Linked DNA regions of Mus musculus: region 1 is linked to region 2. Evidence: chromatin contacts called from public HiChIP or PLAC-seq data. All regions are on one chromosome and are shown on one strand. The core of a region is the stretch at or near the end of the contact, and the rest is flanking DNA. Distances in the headings are between cores, read along the strand shown.

Evidence for each region. HiChIP or PLAC-seq counts read pairs in DNA pulled down with a chosen protein or histone mark.
Region 1: an H3K27ac HiChIP or PLAC-seq map of large pre-B cells shows a contact between it and region 2, with 3 times the contacts expected there. The contact joins two enhancer-like sites. A contact is called at or near these places in 1 of 39 promoter capture datasets (liver) and 1 of 115 datasets of contacts at active chromatin or transcription factors (large pre-B cells).

The regions. Positions count from the first base shown.
Region 1 is chr8:47,042,410-47,048,532 of GRCm38.p6, forward strand. The region is part of intron 2 of Enpp6 (ectonucleotide pyrophosphatase/phosphodiesterase 6); the gene reads left to right. Among named protein-coding and RNA genes, the nearest start is that of Gm31231, 38 kb to the right of the region's middle. Within about 2 kb of position 3,657, at least 11 of the 459 cell types and tissues checked have an H3K27ac peak or open chromatin away from gene starts, as enhancers often do.
Region 2 is chr8:46,711,145-46,717,874 of GRCm38.p6, forward strand. No RefSeq gene overlaps it. Among named protein-coding and RNA genes, the nearest start is that of Gm16675, 25 kb to the right of the region's middle. Within about 2 kb of position 2,952, at least 90 of the 459 cell types and tissues checked have an H3K27ac peak or open chromatin away from gene starts, as enhancers often do.

The sequences.
Region 1 (6,123 bases), core at 2,407-4,906, 330 kb after region 2:
GTTAATCTAGTGTTCAGTGATAGGACAGAATTCACACTTGAGCAAAGCGGCACCAGGGAGGTGTGTGGGAAGGCGGCTGTATGCGATGATAACATTCTGCTGCCCAATGTGAGTGCTGCTTAAACAGCTCACACACTTGGGAAGAATTCATCCGTCTGTGCATTTACAAATTATCTCAGTTTGGGGTTTATAGTAAACGTTTTTTTTTTTTATTCTGTTAGGAGGAGTTTTATTTTTTAAAGCTTAATTTTCTTTAAAAAATATGTCTATATCTCTCTATATATCTCTATAACAACAGGTATCTATCTATCTATCTATCTATCTATCTATCTATCTATCTATCTATCTATCTATCTATCTACGTAGATATATGTTGAGCAAATGCTCCCTCTTATGTTTTTCCTCTATTTTCCTATCCCTCACTCTTTTATCCACTTTGTCATCATAGGAAATTTTATTTCTACTTTTTAGTCAAATATGCAGGAGTTTGACCAAATCTCGTTTTTCTTTTCAAAGAACCAAGTCTTCATTTCATTCATTCTTTGGTTTATTTTTTGTTCTTAATTCTCTCTCTCTCTCTCTCTTTCTCTCTCTCTCTCTCTCTCTCTCTCTCTCTCTCTCTCTCTCTCTCTCTCTCTCTCCCTCTCCCTCTCTCTCTCCTTCTACTTTTGGTTTTGGCTTGCGTTTTGCATTTCTAACCCTAATAATGCATGTCATTGTGTTTTTTACTTCGAGGTTTTATGAGTTTTTAAGTGGAGGCACTTGTAGCTGTAAACTGCCCTCTGAGACTGCTTTCATGGTCTCCCACAGGTCCTGGTATGCTGTTTCTATTTTCATTCTATTCTTGGATTTAAAATTCTTTTCCTTCTGGATTTTTTTTTTCAACAAGCGATTCATCATGTAACAGTGAGCTAGCTCTGTTTGATCTCCATGAATTTATTTATTTCCTATAATTTCTCTTGTTGTTGATTTACAGGCTTTATACGCTTACTCTACAGTGGTCAGATAGAAAAAAAAGTTATTTCAATTTTCCTGTATTATTAAGACTTGCTCTGTGCTCTCCTACATCATTTACCTTAGGGGAAGCACTATTGACCATGGAGATGAATGTTTGTCTGCGTCATTTAAAGGGAATGGTCTGTAGGTGTCTGCTAGGTGTATTCAATCTTTGATATTGTTTCTCCCCCGTGTGTCTCTATTTTAGTTGCAGTGAAGTATATGTTAGTAAGAGTGTTATGAAAACCGCCCACTGTTGTGCTAGGGCCAACCTGTGAGTTCAAATCTAGCAGCATCTGCTTTAGGAAATTATGTGCGCCCATGCTTTGTATATGTTTAGAACTGTAATGGCCTCTTGCTATCTTGTTCTTTTAATAAGCATGAAATGGCCTTCTGACTATTTTTGGGTTTGAAATCTATTTTTCCAGATATTTGAACAGCAACACCTTTTGGAGCCTTTGGTGGTGTTCTCCATTTGCTTGAAATATATATCTTTATCTTTTCACATTAAAGTAATATCTTTCTTTGATAGCGAGGTGTGTTTCTTAGAGGCAACATATTAAGTCTTTATTCATCTCTCCAAGCTGTTAGTCTGTGTCCTTAATTGAAGAACTGATATTAATATCCAGAGTTACTATTGACATATGTGTATTAATTTTTGTCATTTTTGTTTTGTGTGTGTGGGGTTGTTTGTTTGCTTTTGTTTTTCCATTCCTCGTTTGATTAACTACTGCACTAACATAGTTTATCTTTTTTTTCCTGTAGCTTCATGGGTACATTTGCCTTTCTTTTCAATCTGACAGATTATTGCTAACATGTTCTCTGGAGCCAGCTTAGTGGCCAGGAACTCTTTAGACTGTTTCTAATAATGAAAAGTTTTTCTTTCTTCTTCAATTATGACAAATAGCTTTCCTGGGTACAGTAAGCTGAGTAGGCATCGGTTGTCTTTCAGAACCTGAGGCATATTATTCTAAGCTTTTCTGGCTTTTAAAGTTCCTGATGCAGAGTCAGCTGTTACTCTGGTGGGCCTGCCTTCATGCGGGTGTTTCTCTTGTGCAGTATTCAGTATAGTTTCATTGTTCTGTATATTTTATGCTTTAACTATGACATGGAGTTTCCTTTTCTGGTCTTACATATTTATTATCCTTAATGCTCTTGTACTTGACCATCTCCTTCCCTACATTTGGAAAAAATTATTCTGTGATTTTTGTTAAAAAAATGCTTTATGTTCCTTTTCCATGAGAAGAATTTCCTCTGTCTCATGACTCTTAGATTTGTTTTTCTCACAGTGTCCCATATATATCTGTTGTGCTTTTTAATCATGTTTTCATTAATTTATTTGTATTATTGAAATGCTATAAGAAGGTTACTAGAAAATTCTAACTCCTCTCCCTCATCTTCAGCCCTGGCATTCTGTCTTCCCCACGATCAGTTCAACGACTAAGCTTTCTATTAAACTTTTTATTTACTTAGTGGATTTTTTTTCATTTCTACCAATTTAATTTGGTGTTTCTTCTGTGCTTTTCTCTTAATTTCCATATTCTGTGATGGCTTATTTTTTTAAAAAAGATGTTTATATACTCTCTTAGAATTCATTCAGGAATTATTTTATATCCCCCTTCACTTCTTTGAACATATTTCAAAACATTCTTTTGAATTCCTTGCCTAAAATTTTGCATCTCTCTCCTTGGGAGGCCATTACTGTGGAGTTGGTAATTTTGGGCAGAGACATGTTGCCTTGGCTGTTCATATTTCTTTTGTTTTTGCATTTGGGATTTCTTATCTGGAGTTAGACCATTGGTTGAGCTTTTAAATTTAAGTCACCTTCATTCTATCAGTGGGAATGCTTGAAAAGTTCAAGAGGGACTAGGTCATAGTAAGGTTGAGGTATAATAAGCCTGTGTGCATGGCACCAGGCTTAAGCTTCCTAAGACTACATTCCTATTTGCATAAGACTATATAATATTACTTGCACCAGTGATTGAGACATACATAGCTCTGTGTAATAAATTAAAGAGCTCATCGTCAAAAAACAAACAAACAAACAAACAAAAGTTGCCCATATGTACTAATATGTAAATGAGTGGTAAGGTAAAAAGGGAATATAAAGGTTAAAAGAATGAATGAGATCAGGATACTGAGGATGAAAGATAGAGATGCTTGCTTCTGAGCATGAGGTAGGCAAGTGGACTTGATAGAAGATCAGTGGGCTCAAAGAAACTAGGTCATTTACAGCAGGATGGCTGACTAACTTCCATCAGAATTTCCCCCCTCTAGAAAATACATGCTAGGATCAGTTTCTTATTACATATCTTTGCTTTAAGTAAGTTGCTTCTAATGCAGCTAACGACAATAGACTAACTTGTATGTAAGGGTGGCTTCTAACATGTCGAGTTGCCTTTTAGGAAGGAGGCCCATCCCATACATAAAGGCATAACCAAGAACACCGCAGCTACTTCTTGGTAGATGTGAGAACAAATAGAGCTCATTACAATTAACAGCACTTGAGACACCTGCCAAGGTCAGATGGTGTTCAATGAAGTGAGTAAGGGCTAGCAGACAGTCAACATCAAAGCTGGAGTCAGAGGACAGAGGGCATTTCTACCCTTAACTGTGTGGACAGAACATGCACAGCACACAATCATTCCCATGGTTGGGTCAGGGGAACAGCTATAGAACATGTGGGCCCTCAATTGACTGGGCCCATGGTAACCCAGAGAAACAGTCAGTCTCAGGAGAAATGACCTCATTCTTCATCCACTTTATGCCATTGCCTCATAAAAACCAAGTTAAAAGGTTTTCTTCCTTTGGGGAACCTTACTAACACTTGGGGGTTTCTCTTTCTTTCTTAATTTCTCACTTTCCTGTAGTCATTTTTTTTTAAATAAACCTCACTTCCACTTTGTATGCTCCCACAAGAATGTGTGTCATTAATTTTTCTTGGACGTGAAACAATGAACTCAGAGCCACTATCTCTGGTCAATCTTTGAGGACTATGAGTCTTAGGGTCCTTAGGTCATACACAACTGGGTCATAAAAGGCTCCATCAGCCTCCAAAACCTCTGCATCATAATCACCATCACAGGATAAGCCCTCTACGCAAAGACATTAACAATGAAACAAAAGTAATCGACCGTGAAGCCACAATCACTTCAGGAAATAAAGGGGAACTGGCTGTACTATGTACATTAATACATTAGTTACTCTATGTGTCATGGGGGATGGGGAGCAGCATAAGACTAATAGTATTGGGTTGCTAGAGGTAAAGTCAAAGTGAATGTAAATAGAACCAGGGACAGTAGGTGGGGCCAGAGTGGGAGAGGGAGAGGGAGAGGGAGAGGGAGAGGGAGAGGGAGAGGGAGAGGGAGAGGGAGAGGGAGAGGGAGAGGGAGAGGGAGAGGGAGAGGGAGAGGGAGAGGGAGAGGGAGAGGGAGAGGGAGAGGGAGAGGGAGAAGGAGGAGAGGGAGAGGGAGAGGGAGAGGGAGAGAAGAGGAAGAGAGGGGTGGAAGGAGGAGAAAGAAGAAGGAAAAGGAATGGCAGGAGAAGGAAGAGAAGAGGAAGAACTGAGAGAAAGGAGAGAGAGAGAGAGAGGGAAAAAAATTAAGGAAGAGAGGAGAAGGGAAGGGAAGAGAGGGGAGGGGTGGGGAGGGAAGGGGAGGGGAGGAGAAGGAAGGGGAAGGGAGGAGTGGGAGGGGAGACCTGCTAAATTGATGTTGGATATTAATTAACAATGAAGAGTTTTTGAAGGAGAGATCTTGAGGGGATATGAATGTTGTCTGGCCTAATAGCTGGATTCAGCCTTAAGAGAGCCACCATTCTTCCCCTGAATCCCCACAAGTCTTTCTCATTCTCAGAAGTTCTTTTGTGATGGGTAGGCCTGTTCTTGTCTCTGAGTCTTCTGTCCAGTTCATGGGCCAGTGCTTCAGGAATGGGGTCTTGGACACTTGCCATGACTCTAGGTATTCCTTCAGAAGCCTGGTTTCCAATGCTGGGTAATTCCTGTTGTTGTGAACGCTGCTTGGAACCTGTGTCAAAGTTTCTGGGCAAATTCTGTCTTGGACTAAATTCCAGCGCACTGAGACCAAGCAGCTCTGATTCAGTTTTTTGTATGTTTGTGTTTTTGTTTTTCACTACTGTCTAGCAATACACTGCAGGCCAGGTTGCAATGTACAGTCCTGTGACACTTGCTCTGAGTTTTCCAAGAAAGCGATTCACAAGGAGTCTCAGGCTTTAGAGTCCTGTTGAAAATTGCTGCTGCTGCTGCTGCTGCTGCTGCTGCTGCTGCTGCTGCTGCTGCTGCTGCTTCTTCTTCTTCTTCTTCTTCTTCTTCTTCTTCTTCTTCTTCTTCTTCTTCTTCACCCCCCCCCTCCTCCTCCTCCTCCTCCTCCTCCTCCTCTTCTTCTTCTTCTTCTTCTTCTTCTTCTTCTTCTTCTTCTTCACCCCCCCCCTCCTCCTCCTCCTCCTCCTCCTCCTCCTCCTCCTCCTCCTCCTCCTCCTCCTCCTCCTCTTCTTCTTCTTCTTCTTCTTCTTCTTCTTCTTCTTCTTCTTCTTCTTCTTCTTCTTCTTCTTCTTCTTCGTTTTTTGAGACAGGGTTTCTCTGTATAGCCCTGGCTGTCCTGGAACTCACTTTGTAAATCAGGCTGGCCTCAAACTCAGAAATCCGCCTGCCTCTGCCTCCCGAGTGCTGGAATTAAAAGTGTGTGCCACCTTGCTGATGCTCTGTGGAGTACAAGTGCCGAGTGCAAGTACTAGTGCTGAGCACCAAGTGCTGCGAACTCAGTACTAAGAAGAGGGTTTTTAATATGGCATCCGCCAGTGCTCTTGCTGTGCTAAATCGATTTTCAGTCTGACAATGAAAGTTCTCAGCCTCTCTGATCCCTGCTGGAGGTCTGGGCTCTCTGGGAGAGGCGAGCTCCCCAAACAAAGCTCAAGCAACAACTCTAAGAAAGACTCTAAAGTCTAAACCCTCTCTTTCTCTGCAAAATTCCTCATTTTGCTTTTTTATTTCAGCCAGAAATATCTGCATGTCATCACCTCTTTTGATAGCTGCCCTTGGCCTGTCATTAGACCACAGCTCTAAGAGTTAGGCGACAGCAGGACTCCTGGGTTTGAGGCTGCTGCGGGGGA
Region 2 (6,730 bases), core at 1,702-4,201:
AATCAATATAATTTCTACCAACGAAAGCCCCTGTGTACAGTAACACTTCTGTGCAAAGGTATCCATAGGACTTAGTGACAAAGGGGACTGAACTACTGATATTCAGAGCAACCTGGGTGAAACAAAAAAACCACTATGCTGAGTTAAAGCACACAGAAGCCAAAGATTGTACAGCTTGATTCTATCAATGTCGTGTCCTTTAAGTTTTGATTTTCAAGATTTATTTTATTTTAGGGGAGGATCAATAGCAAATACCTTCAATCCTAGCACTTGGGAGGCAGAGGTAGTTGGATTTTTGTGGGTGCGAGGCCAGCCTGATGAACAAGGGACAGGCTACCCGGGGCTACATAGGGAGATCCTGAATTAAAGAAAAAGAGAAAGGGAGGGAGGGAGGGAGGGAGGGAGGAAGGGAGGGAGGGAGGGAGGGAGGGAGAAGAAAGATGGCGATGAGTACAACTGTTTTCCTTGCCTAGATGTAAGTGCATCACATGTGTGTCTGGTGACGTCATAGGACAGAGGAGGTCACTGGATTCTTTGGCACAGGGGTCTCAGAGGTTCATGAGCCATCCTGTGGGTGTGGGAATCCAACCACACTCTCTGCAAGAGCAGTAAGAGGTCTTCTTAATTACTGAGCCATCTCTTCCTGCCCAACATTCCTCAAAGTTTAAAAAGAGAATCTGTGGGAAGGAAAAGCTGACTTGTGATGGCTGAGGTCAGGAACCAGGGAGAGGCCTGATCTTAAATGGCCAGCGAGACCTCTTCGGGGTAATGGAAATATCCTGTGTATGCTGTTACTTAACCATATACGTCTGTCAGGACTTAGCAAACGGTGCTTAAAAGAGGTAGACCTCGTGTTCATGAATTGCCTGTATAAATCTGACTTTAGAGCTATAGTACAGATCGCTTTAAAAGCACCAACAAGAAGGCAGAGCAGAGAGCAGCGAGGCTAAGGTTCAGATTAGGGCAGGGGTCACCTCATCAGAGGCACAGGACTGAAGAACCCGAGTTCGAACTCGAGATTGCCTTTTGCTCTGTTGTGCAATATTAGGGGGTGGCCATATTTCCTCTGCAGCTCTGTCTTTTTCATCTTTAGGTCGAGCACGGAGATGGCGGTGGCCATCTCTCCTGTGCCTTGTGCAGGGTCAGCAGAGAAGGTAACACATTGCCATGTTGTTTGAGTTGTATTAGGAAGTAGAAATGAGACATGGTCATGTTTGTTGGCTGCTGGGAATAAAGAGGCAGAAGGAGGCAGAGCGGATGCGCAAGTCCTGGGGATGGAGAACCACCAGGGGACACGTGGAACTGGGGGACGACCTTGCATTCAGGTCCAAACATGTAGAGGCTAAAGCAGTGCTTTGAGTGGCACATTGGTGAGCCTGTTACCGAGAGTCGCATATAGGCATCAAGAATGGTTTCAAGCAAAAGGCTATGGCGCGGACTGAACTAAGTTTTAAAGCAAAGGAATTAATAATAATAATAAAAAAAGATCTACAACTTGGAAAGTAAAGTGTGTTTTTAATTGGGGCTCATGCTAAACGCGCGCTTCTGAGTTTCCACTAAGAGTCTAATGATTAGCTTTATTGGGTTGATCTCCGAGCCAAATAGATAGGCAGCCCTTTCCTATCCGCTGGCCCCACAGCTGCAAGCCTTATTACCTGGGAGCTGGAAAATGTTGCAAAGAAAGATATGCTAAGTTGTTTTTGTTATGTATTATGCAGTTAGGCCTGTGGTGGCTCTGTTTCTTCTGAGCATGTCATCATTTCCTACATAACACAGTGTCAGGACTATTTCAAGTGGTCTACTACTGAGCTACATCCCCAGTCCTATTTATAGTTTGCACTGAAAGTAATCAAGACATGATTAAAGTGTAGGGTTGTGTGTGTGTGTGTTATATGCAAACTATATAGCATTACTATAAAGGACTTGGACATCCTTGGACTTGGGATCTGAGAGGGGTTCTGAAACCAATTTCTTTATTAGTTGTTTCTGTATACAGATGATCATTGCCTGCATGTCCCTAAGGATCTGCAGGAGACACAGGGATAGTTCTATTGTTACAATGCTCCATGTTTTAGTGCCTGAAAAGGGGCAGGCACTCAACAAATAATGTTGGCCAAGGGTTGAGGAAGTGGTTTAGTGTGTAAGGGCACTTTTTGCACAAGCTGATAGACTTGAGGTCAGTTCTCTGGTACCCCCCTGAAAATGACAGGCCTGGCCGCGTGCACCTGTAACCGCAGTGTTGTCTCAAGAGAATAAGCCGGTGAGTGACTGAGGAGGATGCCTCAGCTCCTCGGAGTTCTACACACGTGGTCTCGGCAGTCGCCACCTGCACATCTTTAGGTACGCACATGTATAAATCATACGTACACAGAAACGACTAATAAATGATGATAATACTATTGAGCAGATCTATTGAATACTTTCTATTTTCAAAGTACTAGGGCAGGGGTGGGGGTGGGGTGGGCTTGGAGTCCCTGGGCTCTGGGACCATAGCAAAGTAGGGTTTGAGATGAGAATTGGGAAATGGTTACATGTCTTGACACCCCCTTAAAACTGCTGTCCGCTGGAACTGGTTTTAAGCGTCACTTGGTTCAGTCACATCTCATCAAACTCTGGTTTCTTCTTTTGCTCTCTTCCACAGAGTTTTTCTTGAAAGGAGCTGCTGTTCTCTCTTACCCACAAGCTGCTTTTTTTCTTCTTTCTTTTTTATTGGCAGTTGGAACCATCCAGGAAATACCTGCAACTTCTCTGAAAAAATCGAGGTGTTTGCATTTCTTGTTGTGACTTTGGCAACAGGGCTGGAAGGTGGAGCAGAGAAAATATGTCTGAGTTTCCTTGTTGTGTGGAAGGAAGCCAGTTTCGTCCATTGTGACCCTCTCAGCTCAGCCAGGGCTCCAGAGGGTTGTTTGGTTCCTAATCGCAGGGCTGTGTGTGCAGGCGATTGTGGAGCAACTTCCGGTAAACTACCTAGGATGGGTGTGTCCCTTTAAATCAGCTGGGCAGGATGGCACAAGTCCTAAACCTGGCTCTTGTCTCTTATTAGCTATTGTTTCTCGCTCCCCAAAGTCCAGGGAAGAAATCCTTACTCTGTCTTTGGTTGTTCTTTCCTGCATAAGCCCACCCCCCTTTTTTTTTAATCTCGAGAGTGTTCTCTCTCTCTCTCCCTCTCCCTCTCCCTCTCCCTCTCCCTCTCCCTCTCCCTCTCCCTCTCCCTCTCCCTCTCCCTCTCCCTCTCCCTCTCCCTCTCCCTCTCCCTCTCCCTCTCCTTCTCCCTCTCTCCATCCTGTGCATGAAAGCAAGTTGGGGTTGGATGTTGTGTTTACTGAGCAAATTTGAAAATAAGTGGGCTCATAGGAGTCAGAGTGAGACGGGTAGCTGGTTTGGTGAGAGGGGTGGGAAGTGAAGGGACTGTAGGAGGGATGAGTCACAACTGCTCCAAGGAGCTTCAGAAACAACTCAATGCAGCCAGCTGCAGGTCTGGCCTTTGCAATTTTAGCAAGTGACTCCGTCCTCACTCTTCTCAACAGGGTAGCACCGGAAGGAGTTGGGAAAGCCTGAATAGGAAATTTCCTGTTTGGAGACTACCTTGGCAATCTGGTGGGTGATCTTTGAAGTCTGGTCATCAGGTTGGTCTCAGAGGAGTGACCTGCCCAGGCAACAGAGACTGGAACACATGTAATCTTACTTTTTGTGGGAAGAGTTAAACACATGATCCGACCACTGCTGCATTTTCAGCATTAAGACATTCTCGATGCTTTACATTTTTCTGACTGTGCCCTTATCTACCCAATGGTTCAGTAGTAGCTCCCCAGGACAAAATGAGCTGAAAGAAGCTCAGAGATGTTAGAGATGAGGGCGAAGAAGACGTCAGCAGCTGCAAGCTGGGTCAGCTAGTCAGAATATCAAGTACATCATTAGGTAGGAACTGTCCAGAGAGATTGTTGAATGTCAGGGACCTACAATCCCGGGGAGGCCAACAGAACAGCTAACAGGCAAAGAGGAAAGGCTTCCTACCCCGCCTTCTCCACCCACCCCTCTCTGTTTTCTCTGCTGGGATCTAGAATTTTCACTCCTTTCTTGGTTGAAGGCCCTTAGCTCTTGAAAGAGAGAGTAGTGTATGAAGATTTGCTACAGTGAGCAATAGCTTTGAGTTCAGACATTAGTTCTTGGGACCCTAGTATCCAGCTCCGAGGAACTCTGCAGACTGTAACACCAGTGTGCCCTGGACCTGCTCAGCACAAAAGAAAGAGATGCTGTCTAACACCTGCCTTGGAAAACCTGGCACAGTTGGCTTTATCAGGCTCACAACTCATTTCCTCTGAAGATTACAGTATCCCTCAGTAAGGATCTTAGTTTGGGGGTGGGGAGCAAGATCCCAGCACCCCACCCCCAAACCCTCTTGTATAACCTTATATCATTGATCTGAAAGGCCACCTTTATCTAAAACATCTTGGTGGTTCTGTAGAATTTTTTTTTCTTCTGAGCATCAGTATGTGAGTCTCTTCCAGGAGCAGAAAATTTAAATGTATCCATGACACCCAAACGGCATAAACAAGACTTTGGCGTTGTGTTCCTAGTCTGCCTCTTACAAAGTAGATGCAATGCAAAAGTGTTTGAATGCTTACTGGAAGACAATGACAGCCATGTGCGGTATTTCCCTTTGTGCTTGGTGGGGAACCCATGATCATTATGTCCCCAAATATCTCCCCAGAGCACAATTAAATATCATTGTTTGACATTTATGTTACAGATATTTGGAACATGGCCTAACTATTATGTGGTTGATTCCAAATAATCTGAAAAGAAAAAAAAGTGACCGCCTAGCAGAAACTCCAGGCTAATGACAAACTGTCTGACGCGCAAGTGTAGGAAAAGTCATGGGACTGAAGGCAAGCCAGGCTCGCCAGGGAGGATCTGGCTAACCAACCATGTAAGCTATGATCTTCCTCCCATCTAAGGGGGCAAACTGTTCTACCACTTTGAAGGACTTGGAGTCTTAGAGTCATAAGGAAACTGCCTGAACTCACACTAATGGGGTATTGTTTAAAATAAAAATTCTCTTTAGAGCTGAGGTGTCACAAATATCATAACTCATTGCCCCTGATTGTGACACCACTTGTGAATTAGGTATCCCATGTCGACGTGGGAGGATCCAGAGACGGGCACTCCTCCTGTTTACAGGTATGTCCAGAGAGGGCTGCAGGCTGCACTGGGCAGAGCCTTTGTCATCCAGAGAGCAGCTTTTAGAAAGCAACTCTGGGTAATTCACCACCCCCTCGCTCTCTTTCTTATTCAACACTGACTCTGTAGGTCCGGAGCTTAATTGAAGAAATGTTAAAAATTCCACTGATACTGGGAAGTGGAAAGTCGTTTGCGTTTGTTCTGAAGCTGCTCCGGGGGACACTGAACCATCTTTCAAACTCCTTGAATGCAACAGTCAAACAGCTGCAGATTGTTACAGAAACTGGAACACATTTTGTGATTAAGACGAAGCCCCTGCACCTTATAGCTGCTGGGGAGGCATCTGTAGAGTCAGGGAAAAGGCTCCCAGGAATGGAGTCTCTGAAACACTACACCGCAGAAAGACCTTCTGCAGGAGAGGGGAAAAATGCAGCGTTTCCACAACCATCGCATGTGAAATCTCTAATTATATTTACTTATCTGGATCTCCGAATTTTCTTCTCCGAGCAACCGCAGGGTTTGCATGCCATCCGCCCACTCTTGCTTTTGAAAATGCCTGTCACACGATGAGCTATAACTATTAATGAAGATGCTCATTAGATAAAGTAATATATATTTAGAATATTCATCCCTGCTGAACTTTTCTACATTAGCATCAAAATGACTAAAAGGATATATGTTGCAACAATCCCAGATAGAACTTTAATCTTCCAGCACAGAAAAAACAAATCCACTAAAGATCCCTCAGGCACTTGAGGGCACATTTTTCTTGCCCAGCAAAACAAAAGCCAGATCGCTAAGATTCTTACACCTGATGTTTCTCTTGACTTAATTAGACGCAAGAAAGGAACAAAGACGCTTTGAAATGAATGAAAGTCAAGACTTATTTTTGTCACAAATTATCTGCATCTTTCCCAGATGTATGTAAGCAAGCTAGGCTCAATGTTCTTATCTCTGTTCTGGGAGCCTTGAGAAGATCACAGGTGACAAACGTGACTGTCACCATTTTTCAAATGAGGAAGCCAAGTCTCCAAAAGTCACATGGCCAGAGAACTGTCTGGCAGCAGAGCTTTGCGCTAAAAGGATCCAACTTTTGCTGCCTTTTAAAACTAACTGAAGCAATGACATAGCCAATCCTCATGCTTGAGCGCCACAGCGGGGGCAGATGTTGTTGGTGGCTCATGCCTTTAATCTTAGCACTGGGGAGGCAGGGGGCAGACAGATCTCTGAGTTCGAGGCCAGCCTGAAGTACAGAGTGAGTTCCAGGACAGCCAGGGCTACACAGAGAAACTGTCTTGAAAAACCAAAAACCAAACCAAAGCAAACTAAAGCAACCAACCAAGAAAGGCAAAAGCTGCAGAGGGGGGATTGGGAGATGTACAGAGACTATCTTAATCTGTATGGATACAGCACCTGTCAATAATAAATCTGATGGCCTATGGCTTAGGCAGGGAATAGCTGGTGGGACATCCAGAAGGAGAGAGAATTCTGGGATAGAGCTAGGTGAGTGACGGGCCTGGAAAGATGTGGGGAGATGGACACACGGTAC